Linked DNA regions of Mus musculus: all the other regions are linked to region 3. The links are chromatin contacts, called in public Micro-C maps. All regions are on one chromosome and are shown on one strand. The core of a region is the stretch at or near the end of the contact, and the rest is flanking DNA. Distances in the headings are between cores, read along the strand shown. Region 1 has its middle 62 kb from the start of Gm40287. Region 2 has its middle 57 kb from the start of Lpin1. Region 3 has its middle 32 kb from the start of Gm36235.

Evidence for each region. Hi-C and Micro-C count contacts between places; a contact is called where the count stands out from the background.
Region 1: a contact with region 3 is called in a Micro-C map of granulosa cells, with 2.8 times the contacts expected there. The contact joins two enhancer-like sites. A contact is called at or near these places in 4 of 484 Hi-C or Micro-C datasets (the AtT-20 cell line, CD4 T cells, cortical neurons and 1 more).
Region 2: a contact with region 3 is called in a Micro-C map of granulosa cells, with 4 times the contacts expected there. The contact joins two enhancer-like sites. A contact is called at or near these places in 2 of 15 datasets of contacts at CTCF or cohesin (large pre-B cells and pro-B cells), 4 of 484 Hi-C or Micro-C datasets (bone marrow-derived macrophages, cortical neurons, granulosa cells and 1 more) and 6 of 115 datasets of contacts at active chromatin or transcription factors (the NIH/3T3 cell line, astrocytes, bone marrow-derived macrophages and 3 more).

The regions. Positions count from the first base shown.
Region 1 is chr12:15,542,153-15,546,751 of GRCm38.p6, reverse strand. No RefSeq gene overlaps it. Among named protein-coding and RNA genes, the nearest start is that of Gm40287, 62 kb to the left of the region's middle. Within about 2 kb of position 2,646, at least 5 of the 459 cell types and tissues checked have an H3K27ac peak or open chromatin away from gene starts, as enhancers often do. A contact at or near this core is called in granulosa cells, where this site is marked.
Region 2 is chr12:16,530,809-16,535,384 of GRCm38.p6, reverse strand. No RefSeq gene overlaps it. Among named protein-coding and RNA genes, the nearest start is that of Lpin1, 57 kb to the left of the region's middle. Within about 2 kb of position 1,879, at least 209 of the 459 cell types and tissues checked have an H3K27ac peak or open chromatin away from gene starts, as enhancers often do. A contact at or near this core is called in granulosa cells, where this site is marked.
Region 3 is chr12:16,044,959-16,049,789 of GRCm38.p6, reverse strand. No RefSeq gene overlaps it. Among named protein-coding and RNA genes, the nearest start is that of Gm36235, 32 kb to the right of the region's middle. Within about 2 kb of position 2,864, at least 19 of the 459 cell types and tissues checked have an H3K27ac peak or open chromatin away from gene starts, as enhancers often do. A contact at or near this core is called in granulosa cells, where this site is marked.

The sequences.
Region 1 (4,599 bases), core at 1,397-3,896, 500 kb after region 3:
GATTACAAATAAAGATCTATGATCTATAAGCCACTCAGTTTATGATATGAAAGTTTGAATGGACTAGAACCCTGGGAGTCAATTCCATCTTCCCATACATCAATGAATCCATCCCCATCTGTCTTATTCAGGGTTTCTATTCCTGCACAAACATCATGACCAAGAAGCAAATTGGGGAGGAAAGCGTTTATTCAGCTTACACTTCCACATTGCTGTTGATCACCAAAGGATGTCAGGACTGGAACTCAAGCAGGTCAGAAAGCAGGAGCTGATGCAGAGGCCATGGAGAGATGTTCTTTACTGGCTTGCTTCCCCTGGCTTGCTCAGCCTGCTCTCTTATAGAACCCAAGACTACCAGCCCAGGATGGTCCCACCCACAAGGGAACCTTCCCTCTTGATCACTAATTGAGAAAATACCCCACAGCTGGATCTCATGGAGGCATTTCCCCAACTGAAGCTCCTTTCTCTGTGATAACTCCAGCTTGTCAAGTTGACACAAAACCAGCCAGTACAGCATCCTAAGAGCTAGCTCAAGGTCATACCCAGTCACTATCATCACAAGTCAGGAAGATGGGATAATCAATTAGATCTGAACAAATCTTTGTATTCTAGATTTATATTGTGTGAAAAGGCCAAAGCTGCTTTACACACATGAATAACCCCATCCTTCTAGAGAGGTACACGCCCCCCCCCCCAGTACAATGCAGGGAATTATTGACCATCAAACAATTATACAATCTCTTTGGAAAAATAAAAAGGAAAATGTCTCTTGGCCTCAGTAGTCATGATCCTCACTGAAGAGAATCTGTCTGTCTTTGCAGTAGATGAGTGCCTATGAAAACCAAGTTCTTTAGGGCTGGTAATGACTCCCATCTATTCCTTTATGTCTGTCTTCTCTGATCCTAGTTGAACTGAGAGCTGAGGTAAGTTGTGTTGGCAGGTAGATCAGATTCCATACTCACTTTCCGACTTCTTCAAGTTACTTAGAGCTTTAGCAGCTGAAGGTACACATGCCACCCCACTGTAAACCTCATGAATATTCATGCCCCCTAGAACTTGTCCATTGCTCTATTATGGTTTAGGCATTCTGTGGCACTTATTTATTTTCCATCTTTATTTTATTCTCAAGTTGTCACTTTTGTGTTACTTGAAATGATATCCAGGAAATCCATGCAGATACTTAGATCTGCCTCTGAATTGTGCTATTTATTAAAGCCGAGATGGCTTATTGGTCTTACATATTGGCAGATGCTGGAGAAACCAGGGCTGGTGTTTAGGAATGACACTAGAAATAAGAGAAACATGAATGGAGACTAAGGGACAACTTTATCATATTTGCCAAAAGATAAACTACCCAAAGCATTACTATCAAAAAAGTACAATAAATTCATTAACCTATGCAAGCCTTTATTTTTCTGTGCACCTGTCAAGACCTTCCTCTTAGAACTGAAGATGCTGGGGATGAGTAAACTGGAGCTGAGGGGTCTGACCTGAGTTTGGTGATGGCAGAAGTTCATAGGAAAGCCAGAGGGTGTTCCAAAGCTGGTTTCAAGAACAATAAATAACTTTTATTTACATATTTATTTATTTATTTATTTATTTTTGAGGCAGGGTTTCTCTGTATAGTCCTGGCTGTCCTGGAACTCACTCTGTAGAGCAGGCTGGCCTGGAACTCAGAAATCCACCTGCCTCTGCCTCCCAAAGGCTGGGATTAAAGGCGTGCGCCACCATGCCCGGCATAACTTTTATTTCTAATTAACCAGTTAACATTAATCATCTCATCAGCCTCCAATCTAAAATAGTTAGGAGAAAACTGAAAAGCAATTAATAAAATCTGAGGGATTCTTAAGGTCATTTAAAACAAACAAGAGAGTTGAGAATGGAGAGCAAAGAAAGCCCAAGTGTGCTGGGATGCTGGTGAGGTAGCAAAGACCATTTTCCTACGATTCTTTTTTCAGGTGGGGGTAGAGTAGGAGCTGTCCAGAGTTCTGTGTTGACCAGGATGATAGCTGTTGTCAGAGAAATTTGTGTCTTCCCAGTAAACACCTAAGTCCACAGATCTAAAATCTTCTCAAGGATTAACAGCATTTACAAGCTCATTTCCCATGGTTTTGCAGAGGTTAAAGAGATCACGGCCAAGCAGCTTCCAAGCATGGAAAAAGGAGGTAATCAAATTGGCTCATATCCCAGGAAATGGTGAGGTCTATTTACTGAACAATATGAGTTGGCAGAAAGGAGCAGTTTTATATCCACACTTGTGTGTGTGTGTGTGTGTGTGTGTGTGTGTGTGTGTGTGTGTTTGTGTGTTGTGTTGGGGAATCCAGATATTCCATGGAAACAGAAGCTTAATTGGTTTTCCTGAGAAACTTCCTTGGTCAGTGATCCCTTCTACTCAGGGAAGCTTAGTTCCTGGTCTCTTTCACGTTACATGGTAGAAGCCCATGGTGCTTACTCCCTCATGGTGTGCTTTCACATTGCCATCCTTGGGGACAATTTTTAGAAACTCAGGACAGTCTCCTTAAATGTGCCAAGAAGCAGCACAAAGATATGCACAATGTGGGTGGCAATGGTCCAAGGGCCTTCAGTAGAGTGTAGCCAACAAGGTTTTGATAAGTGGCCAGTTATCTGACCTTGATGAACATCAGCTGCCTTGTCTCTACATGATTCTGGCTTTTGGTAATATCAGCAAGATGACTACCATCTTTGTGAGTCTTTAAATATTGTGCAAGTGCTCAGTGAGTATTCATATTAACAAACAAAAACTTTTCTCATCACATATCAATTGATATTCAAGTGCAAACTATTTATGAACATATTTTGGATATAATCATCATATACACACTCTGAATTCATTCCATATTGAACAGGTTCTGTACAAAGTGAGACTCCATAAGGGAAAATCTATGTGTTCTATATAGTCAATGACTTGTTTCCCTCTATGCCTCATCCTCTCTTAGACTGACTGAAAGTAAACCAGTGACTCTTGCTATGAAATATGTGATATGACATGACACTCTCAGAAGAATCATTTCACCAGGACTTGCACATGCTAGTGAAGAATGAAGCTGTACATTGGCTATGGTCTGATGAATAGTTCTTGCCCATATGGCAAGTTTCTCTATTCTCTCTATACCAGGGGTTCTTAACCTTCCTAATGCTGTGAACCTGTAATAGAGTTCCTCATGTTGTAGTGCCCCACAACCATTTTCACTGATACTTCATAATCTTGCTGGTACTATGACTTGTAAATGTTTTTGGGAGTAGAGGTTTACCAAGGGGGTCCATTAGGCTACACAGTTCTGAGATGACAATACAACATTGGAGAAGAATCCTAAGAGTCACTCTTTGCAACCAACACAGTGATCTATGGAATTATAGTAAGGCATTGGGAGATTTTCAATAACTAGTGAGAAAAATATAGTCCATTTAACAAAACTGCATACTTACTAGCAAGAAATTCCAGTAAGAGGGAGATGGCAAACTGACTTAGGAAGGCTATGTGAACCTGTGTTTAGCGTTGTCAGTGAATGCTCTTTTAGATAGTCACTTTTGACAACTTGGGTCTTGAGGACTGCTTGTTATGAGAGAAGAATGACACTTCAGGACCATTCTATGGAGAGCTAGGTCAGATGAAAGTCCACGAATATGGCCTGTGAATATGCTGTGTCACTGGGGGTACTTCAATGCTCAGAGTTTGTGAGTTGGAAGGGAAATGGCACCTTGGTGGTGGCTATGATTTGGTGATTGATGGCTTATAAGCAAAGGAATCAAGTGATTGGATTAGTGTCTTATAAATTGTATTTTAGTAATATTACTAGGAAAATCAGTACATGGGGAATGTGTAGAAAGAGGAAGCAAGTACAATCGTGACTTCTTACCCACCTCAGCTCTGGAAATCATGCCCAAGCCAAAACATCTTTAAAGTGGAAATGGTCAGGTCAAGGCCATGGACAAAACACTCGGCTCATGTTATTCAATAGCTGCTTGGAAATTCAGAGCATGAGTCACATTCATTACTGGAAGGACTTTCCACAGTGATGTTTAGGAACATTTATACATAATTTGTTTAGGAGTTCAAAGGGTGCAATAGTTGGAAGAATGGCTGCCATCCACAAATTTGTCCTAATGGGTGAATTTCAGCATCTTGGAAATGTTATAAGTCGAGAATGAATCACTAGAGTTAACTGATCATTTGCTGGACCAATCTGGTATGCTGTTGACAGGCAGATGCAGCCAGTGGTGCCTGGTTTCTGTGAATATGTGGGTTTGCTATCTTGCTACTTCTCAAGTATCATTTTGGGTTCTGATATCTTTTGAATGAATAAATGAGTGAACTGGATCAAGTGAAAGGTACATTACTACAATCTGTTAAAGAAAAGCCAACCCCTGTGCCAAGACCGGAAGAAAAGTCTCCCAGGGAATGAGCCAAAGTCACCATCTTTGCTTGGGAAAATGTGGCCAATAATTATATCTGAACTGTGAAATAGAAGGTTTTTTTGTTGTTGTTGTTTTTGGTTTTTTTTTTTGGTTTTTGTTTGTTTGTTTGTTTGTTTTTGTTTTCTGCCTCATGTTGGCAGAGAGGTTTCGACCACATGTGTT
Region 2 (4,576 bases), core at 630-3,129, 490 kb before region 3:
AAAGAGATTGCATGTGGTCCTTGCACAACCCACATTGGATCATCAAGTTGAGAGACCTGTTTGAGATACCATGGCTCCTCTCTGGCCTGGAAGGAGTGTTGAGGAGCCAGGAGGCAGAGAAGAAGGTTCAGTACATAGTGTTTCACAGGTCCTGTTTGCCATGTTTGAGGTGTCTTCACCTCATAGACCCTGTCCCCCTCTTTTGGATATTTGTCCTTAGTTTTTCATTTTGAAGGAGTCCATCAAAGCCCTTGACTAGTTTGAGCTGAGGTTGGTCATATCCTATTAACACTGTACTAGCAATGGCCGGAGGCTTCCTGCGGATTGCTGTGTTGGCCTTGGTGATTATGGAGGGCATGGAAGAGTATCATCCTTAAATGCTAATGGCACTTCTGGGTAAAAACTGAAGAGTCCAAATTCTAACAGGTCCCCGGGTGTCTGTAGATTCAACATGTTACAGACAGAAGAAACCCTCGGACAGCTCCACAGATCTATGCTACCTGACTGCAGTGTCTGAGGCTCTCTTATCTGAAATAAAAACCAGGATAAACTTGTCTATAGGCCACTCATTCATCTGTGTTCTCTTTATCCTTTGACACCAGACCTCCATGGTGGTACCCAAGGCTCTCCTGTGTCCCCGCAGTTCATACCCCCATGCAGACAGAATGAGTTTTTGGATGCCTAGACTTTCCCAGAGACGAGCTTTGTTCACCTGGGAATTTGAAGGGCTTGGTCTGGTTTCAAAGAGTAACACATTCCCATTTTGCATCAGAAGCCAAAAACTATTTGGGTGTGTGTGGGGGGGACTGGTCTTAACCATCAGCTCTGAGACAGCTTTCGTGACCCCTGTGCGGTCGGTCCTGGAATGGAATTGTCATAGAGGAAAGTTAAAGAGGCCCAGTTTTGAAACAGGTTCTGGGACTTAACTCTCTTCAGGAGGCCTTTGGTCCCAACATCAGAGCTGAGACTCCATTCGACCATCTTTGTCTATCTGTGTTTTCTATCATGGTTCTGGAGTGTGAACAGCACTGTGCCCATTCCCTTGAAATACGAGAGGTGACGGGTCTCCGGGGTTTTCCCCTTTTTTAAAAAAAATTTATTTTTATTAGATGTTTTCTTTATTTACATTTCAAATGCTATCCCGAAAGTTCCCTATACCCTCCCCGCCCTGCTCCCCTACCTACCCACTCCCAAGGAGCTGAAGGGGTCTGCAACTCTATAGGTGGAACAACAATATGAACTAACCAGTACCCCAGAGCTCGTGTCTCTAGCTGCATATGTAGCAGAAGATGGTCTAGTCGGCCGTCACTGGGAAGAGAGGCCCCAGGGTCTTGCAAACTTTATATGCCCCAGTACAGGGGAACACCAGGGGTTTTCCCTTTTCAAGTCAGCTTGTAAAATGATTCCATTTCTGATTTGTGAGTTGCAAGGATTATAGGTGACCACCACATCTGAATTTTTTGTGGGTTCTGGGGATTTCAATGCTGGGCCCCTCACTTGTTTGGCAAGTGCTTTATCCACTGAGCTATCTTCGCAGCATCAGTGTCTCCGACAGACTCATGAGGATAGCCTGAAACACTATAGTCAAGGATGACTTTGAATTAGATCATTACTGCCACCCCACCCCCACCCCCAGTGCTGGGATTGCACGCATGTGCCACAATGAGTGTCTTTTATTTGGTACTGGGAATTGAACCAGGGCTTCATGCATGCTAGGCAAGTCCATGCTCTACACCCCAGGATAGACTTTACATTTGTAACCTCTCTTTTTATCCTGTAGCACCAAAGAGGATAATTGCTATCACTTGTGGTACAGCCAGGCTTGGTCCCCAAAGGGAAGCAGAGTCTGACCAGAGAAGCTGATCCTGGAAGTCAGTGAAAGCCGGTGGCCACAGGGGGGCACAGTTGGTTCTTGTTTGACCGAATAGCCTTTCAAAACAGCCTCTGCTTTGACAAAGGCCTTTCCCTGTGGTCCCAGGCTTGGAGACCAGCCAGGTTGTGGGTTGGATTTGTGTGGAGGCAGGGGAGTTTCTTCAGGGGACTGTTTCAGTGCGGATGTCCCTTGGATGAGCTCAATCCGAGGCCCAAATCTTTAAGTGAGCTTTGGAGGCCAGTCTGTTGAGATTTAAAATCTGTTCTTTGTGGCCCTGGAGGTTCTGGGAGTTTGTCCTGGGAGTTTGTTAAAAATAAAATTGTTTAGGACCTTATCCTAGACCTACCGACCCTAGCAGTGGGTGTGGGCCTCCGAGAATAGTTTAATAAGTCCTATGGGGTTCGGATGCACTCACATGTTGTGGACCATTGCAGCCCAGGCCCGGGCTCACGTCTGTCATCTGGCCAGCTCAGGAATGCTGTAATGCTATCAGCCTAGGACTCACATCAGCTCCACCCCACTTGCTCAAACCGGGAGAAGCTGCTACAAAGACCACCTCACCTCTTTGTATTAAAGGATCTTGGAGACCGAGCCACAGGTGCTTGCTTAAGTCACAAGGTGTCCTTCTGACCCTGTGGAAGCATCCAGTCAGATCTGCCTTCCTGGGGAATCTCAGATGGGAGCCACAGGCCTGGGAGACAGCAGGTCTGGCAGCCTGGGCAGAGTGAGAACGCAGGGAACAGGGTAGAGGTGGATGTGCCCAGATTTCTAATGGTCTCGTCCTCCCCGAAATGTTTGGGAGCCTCGAGGAGCCTGTCCCGATGCCAGCTATCTGTTCATTGGTGCAGGAAGTCCATTCAGCCTGCATTACTTTTAATGCATTTTGCAAGCAAGTGGCCTCTTCCTGTGACTCACTCCGCCTTTTGTGCACCGGAGGTTGTGGTTGGAAGTTTCACTTCGGAAAGTAACCACCAGTGCCTCCGATTTCTCCCGAGGCTGGAACCCCAACAAGTCACATGCATTTTGTAACAAAGAAGTGTAAATGGAGGTGCAGCCAGTCACGTTTCTGCTCTGTAAAAACATCCTTTTCTGAGATGGTCTGCAGAGCCAAGCTGAGAAGAAATGGGTTATATTTTCATTTCAGGACTTTGTGCTTTCTTTCCAGAATGTTCTTTGTCATCTTGATCCATTTTTCAGGATTATCTAAAAACAAAAAACAAACAAAAAAACAACAAAAAAAACCCCCCAAATCAAACCAACCCCCCAGCATTAGCTGATTGGGTGATCCATCCCTTAGCTGACTGAAAGTGACTCAGATCTGGACTGAAGTTTGGGTTCTGTCTACCAGGCAGCATGGAAATAATGATGGTAATAGGATTGGTTGAATAACAACGTGTATTTCATCAGGCTCTTCCCCAGTGGCCAATTCACGGGCTCTCTATACATTTATTTCTTCGGATAAGCCAGCAAAGGCTAAGCGGGCAAATTCTACAGGGCAGTTTTCTCAAGTTTAAAGACTCATCTTCAAAATGTTGTGGAGCTGAACCAAGTTATCACCACCCCTGTTAGTTGTAAAGCGATTTATGTGTATGAGTATTTTGACTGCTTGTATGTAAGTACCATGAGTGTGCCTGGTGCCTGTGGATGCCAGGAGAGGGGACTGGATGCCCCTGGAACTGGAGTCACGTGTGATTTTGAGTGATCCAATGTGACTGCTGGGAATCAAGCTTAGGTCCTCTGAAGCGTGTATGTGTACACACACACACACACACACACACACACACACACACACACACACACACATATATATATGTATATGCAGCCCAAAATGTTACTGTTATTTTGAGCTGTAACATGCTATGTGACTGAGGACAGCCTTGACTTTTGGATCTTCCTGCTTGCCACCACCTCCATTACAGGCATACAGCAGTGCTGGAAATTGAACTAAGGGCCTCACTCATGGTAGCCAACTACTCTAGCCAGCCAACGTGTTTTTCTGCTTTAATTCTTTTTGTGCACAACCCTAGTCTCTTCAGCATTAGTAAAGCCCAAATGCACTTAGAACTAAGTGCAGCTAAAGCCGTAGTCAGAGTTCCAGTTAGCATTAGTACTTACTACATTCTGGAAAGCTGATGTGGGCTTGAGAAACGGTACATTTGGATTTAGAAGAGATGCCTTTGATGTTTCACTTCTCACCTTGATTCTTTCAACTTCTGTGCAGGGAGGACAGTCATCGTCATTAAACACTGACCTTTTAAGAGTGAGGATGAGCAGTTATTCCATGTTTATGTGAGTGTCTTGCTGTTGGTGAAGTTATGATTTATTTTCTGTCTGGTGCTGGGGAAGGAACCCAGGGCCTTGTGCATATGAGACGAGTGCCTCAAATCCTGACCTTCCTGTTGAACTAGCTTCTATCTGAGGTTGACATGGGACTTTTAAATATCTCCTTTGACCGCCCAAGATGGGTAATTCCTCCTCTCTCTGATACCTTGAAGATGAGAGAGGGGCTTCCTGCTTACTCTAAAGTTAACCTGAATGGTCGACTTGACACAGCCCAGAGTCATCTGAGAGGAGAGCTCCAGCTGAGAAATTGCCCAGAACAGATTGGCTTGTGAGCATGACTGTGGGGGATTGTCCTGATTATTCACCGATGCAGAAGGACCCAGTTCTTTGTGGGTAGCTCTATCCCTGGGCCTGGGTTGT
Region 3 (4,831 bases), core at 1,615-4,114:
GATCAAGCTCTACAGATTCTCAATGGAGTGACAGGCGGAGCCTGTGAATGTGGGCAGGCAGTATTTCTTTTTCCACCTGTGTCACCTGTACCAACTGACATCTGTCATTTCCTGCTGTTTCAGGTTCACTGAACCTTCCAGATCAGCAGTGTTAGCAGTCACTCAGAGCATGTCAGGAAGAGAGATCATAGATTATTTTTGGTATTATATTATGATTATACATGTCTTGAAATACCATCCCTGTCATGTGGCGTTCACAAGGCATGGACTGTTAGAAAGCTACTGAGATAGCACTTGTAATAAGGTATATGGGACTGGGAGTGTAGCTCAGTAATAAAGTGCTTACATGGTATGTGTGAGGCCTTGGGTTCTAGCCCCCATCTCTCTCTCTCTCTCTCTCTCTCTCTCTCTCTCTCTCTCTCTCTCTCTCCCTCTCTCTCTCTCTCACACACACACACACACACACACACAGAGAGAGAGAGAGAGAGACAGAGACAGAGACAGAGACAGAGAAAAACAGAGGCAAAGATAAAGAGACAGAGAGAGACAAAGACAAACAGACAGAGAGACAGAGACAAAAGAGACAGACAGATAGAAGAACAAATACACAGAGAGAAAGACAGAGACCGAGACAGAAAGAGATATGTAGACAGAGATAGAGAGACAGACAGAGATACCCACATTCACAGAGACAGAGAGACTATCTTAGAAAGAAGGAAGGGAGAACTACTGAAGGGAGGGAGGATTCTTTGGAGAAGAAAGGAAGATAGGTTGATGAATACAATTAAAAAGTAAGGCAGCCCTTACTTTAAAAAAAAAGTTTAAAAAACAGTAAGGGGTTGGGGAAATGGCTCAGGGCTTAAGAACAGCCACTGCTCTTGCAGAGGCCCAGATTCGGTTCCCAACATCTACACTTAGTGACTTATAATTGCCTTTAACTCCAGCTCCAGGGAGTCTGATACCTTCTTCTAGCTTCCGCTGACACATGCACTCATGTGCACACAGACACCCATCCACATAACAAAAGATAAAATCTGTCTTTTTAAAAATGAGTTAGCTTTTTGTATCTTAACTTGTTATATTAATGTATACTATAATGTATATACAATTTGAATATAGTATGCATATTATTTTTCCAATTTTTATTAGATATTTTCTTCATTTACATTTCAAATGCTATCCTGAAAATCCCCTATGCCCTCCCCCCTCCCTGCTCCCCTACCCACCCACTCCCACTTCTTGACTAATATAATATATTATAAACACATTATAATATAATTATATATTATATAATAATATACTATATTATAAATATATCAAAATAGTATATGATGTGAAGATAACATTTCAAAACTATATAGGTTTCCTTTGTGTGTTTGGTCTTACACATTTAAATGCTGCATCATGTTTTCATGCCTCGTGAGAATTACTCTAGTGAGAATGAGTGTAGAGATTTTTGTTAGACTCATTGAGAGCCTTAGGGTTTAGACTATCACCTGGCACAGGATAATTAATAAATCTTTATAGAACCACTTACTTAGAAGGAGAACACTTCTGTTCAGCATTTTGGATGTCATTCCATGAAGCATCTCCTGTTATGTGTTTCTAGGAAAATGCCTGTCATCTTTCATGCCCTGTATGCACTCCTCTGTGCCCGTTCCTCCTGCCTCTGATTCCTGGCCATTGCTTTTGACAGTTGCTCTGACTGTAGTGGGCTTCCTGCCTCTTTGGTTGCAAATGGAGAGTCTCTACATTAGCTGAATAATGCATGCATTCTCTGATTCTCAAGCTCTACTTCAGGGTCTGCATAGAAGTAATGGACCTGTGGCACAATGGATGGGTGTTAGCAATGGTCCATGGGAAAGAAAGCTAGTAATATGATAGAATATGGAAATCCATGTTGCTTGCCAAAACTAAGAGGAATGTCTACAGTGCAACAAACATACTCTGTGCTTGACACAGTATGGCCAACATTACCAGAATAGGATTGCTCCTGATGATGGAAGTAGAGAAGATGGGCCCAAGCCATTGTGAGAAAAAGACCTCAGTGAATAAGGAGTCAGCTACATGGAGAAATACACACACATGCATGTTGATGAGCCAGGAATAAGCAGTGTACTGAGCTTGCATTTCTGCATTTGTTTTACTGCATAAAAAGAGAAAGCCCAGATCCAAAGAGTCAAACAGAAACCAGCCTGGGAAGCATGAAGTGTTTTGCTCCCTGCACTTTCTAGCTGGGCCAGGGCCTCATCTCAAAGTGTTAAATATCTCCCCATTTCCTCATTATAAGGGTCTGTCCCATGAGTTTACAATCTTCTTTGTACCTCTTTGTGAATATTACTTTCTTCCCCATGAACAACATTTGGGGTACAATGCTCATCTGAACTTAGTCTCTGTTTCCTGCAACCTGCATGGCTATGGGTAAGCAGAAAATACAGTGTAAATATGGGCTAAAAATTAGCAAGTTGCTGTAGACATAAGTTAATAGAAGTCATCTGTCTTCATCAAGTTGCCTCTGATAAATTCTCTCCTTTTTCTCTTGTTTCTCTGTCTCTGTCTACCTCTGTCTCTTTCTGTCTCTCCCCCCCCCCTCTCACACACACACCACCACCACCACCACCACCACCACCACCATCATCATCACCACCACTACCACCGACAAAATCACAAGAATCAGACTGGGATGTTAGTGGGCATTTCACACCACAATCCATACTCCAGGAATACCCAGAAACTCCCAGTCTCTATTTTCTTCTCTCACTTAATAACATCCCAAGCAGGACTCCTTGAAGATATCTCTCTCTGAAGGCCATCTCTTTAGATGTCAAGGTGGCCTGGCAGCTTCAGCTCTGCTCTGCTTGTGGAAGATAAGTTATCAAGAAATTCAAAGGCAGTTAGGTTGCCCTTTACAAAGCTTTGTCTGTGGTAAGTGTATTTGCCTTCTTTCTTTAATCTGAATATACTTATCAGGCTAACAGAAACAGCAGTCTTTGGGTTGGAGCCTTGGCTGATCAACAATGGTTTTACAAAAGGGTGTGTTAAGTTTATGTCATTTTGTAACCGAAATCCCTTTAACTGCTACAAACCCTCTCCTAACTGTGTGTGAGACTGTTTAATCCTGCCTCCTTAAAGCTAAAGAACTTCAGATGAGTTCAAATGCTCATCAGTATTTAGTGCATCCGTTAAGCCTGGGGAACTATGCTCCATCTTCATATGGCATTTATTTCAAATGTGCTGTTATGCTTCCCCTTCTATTTAAAGAAAGATGTCTAGCAATTATAATAACTTGACTCAAGAATCAAATATTTAGGGCAGCAAACCATGTCTATTTCAGGCATCGCAGCTGACGTACATTCTTGGGACCTACAGGATAAACACAGTATTTCATTTCATGTTCCTAAAAAGGGAAATAGCCATGAGCAAAATGAAAAGGCTTTGTTTCCACACATGTGTGCAGCTAGCGGGAGTCTGGGCAGTGGAGCCAGGCTGTTAATACAGGTCTGACACAGTCTATGATTGAAGACATTTAAGAGGTTAACGTATTTCAGTCTCACACAGTGACTGAAAGAAGTGTATGTCTATAGAGTCATCATACATTAGCAGAGCCTGTAATTATTATCCTAATGGATCTTATCAAAACCAGCAAGAGCTAGGCAAGAAATGGATAATTACAGGGTGATCACAGGGAGATGTGTTTTCTCTCCCCAAAAGCTTTCCATCAGCATAATGACCAAAGTATCTGGGGCCCATTTGGAGGTGCATTAACCAGATGATGTGAGTGCTAAGTCACTGATTTAATTAGCTCTGTTCACCAAAGATTAGTGCAATCGAGAGTCCCCTCACCCTATGTCCCCTCCTCATAAAAACTGCCCTCCCTTATAGCTGACAGTCACTCCTCCTCTTAGAATAACCTTGTAAAGGTCATAATTTCAAAGATAATTTGTATAGCTTTGTCCAATGAGTATCTAATATTCCATCTATTTATTCCATTTATCCATCCATCCATCCATCCATCCATCCAAATACATCCATCTATCCAACTGTATTTATCCATCCATTCTTCAATCAGCTCATCCATCCCATCTTAATCCATGTAGACAACTACATCCATCCATCTCTATCCATCTATCCAAAAACCAATCCATCCCTAGACCTATCTTCTTATGTATTTTCAAAATGTGTCTAAGATATCTGTAAAGCATATCATCATTAAATACAATTAAGTATCTTTAAAAAAAATCAAATGCAAAAACATAAAGCAAGAAAGAGGGATATGATTGTGAGAGAAAGACAGACAGACACAGTAAAGTATAGTAAATATACATGAAAGCACCTAGTCCTGTAAGCTTAGTTGAGGGTGTTTTTGTCATAGTCACCTTGGTTTCTTTTCTTCCTATATATCAAAAGAAATGTGTATATATATATATATACATATATATGTTATACATATATACATATATATATATATACATATATACATATACATATGTTATACATATATACATATATATATATATATATATATATATATATATATATATATGTTCTGTATGTCTCTCTAGTGTGTATATACACACACAGATTTCAAAATTAATTATATCATTAAGGCAAAAAGGGAGCCACTAACTGAACAGAAATACAACTGTTTTGTTTTCTGAATCAAATACTATTCCCTCAAGGTCTTCATAAGGGGGGCAATGATGTAGATGTGACTGTCTATTGGCATCCCACCTTAACATAAGGGCACATTTCTTGTGGCTGCTTCCTTTAATCCTTCTTAGTGAAGTCAGCAGCCTAACACCCAGGTGAAAATGAACCAAGTCAATTGGAT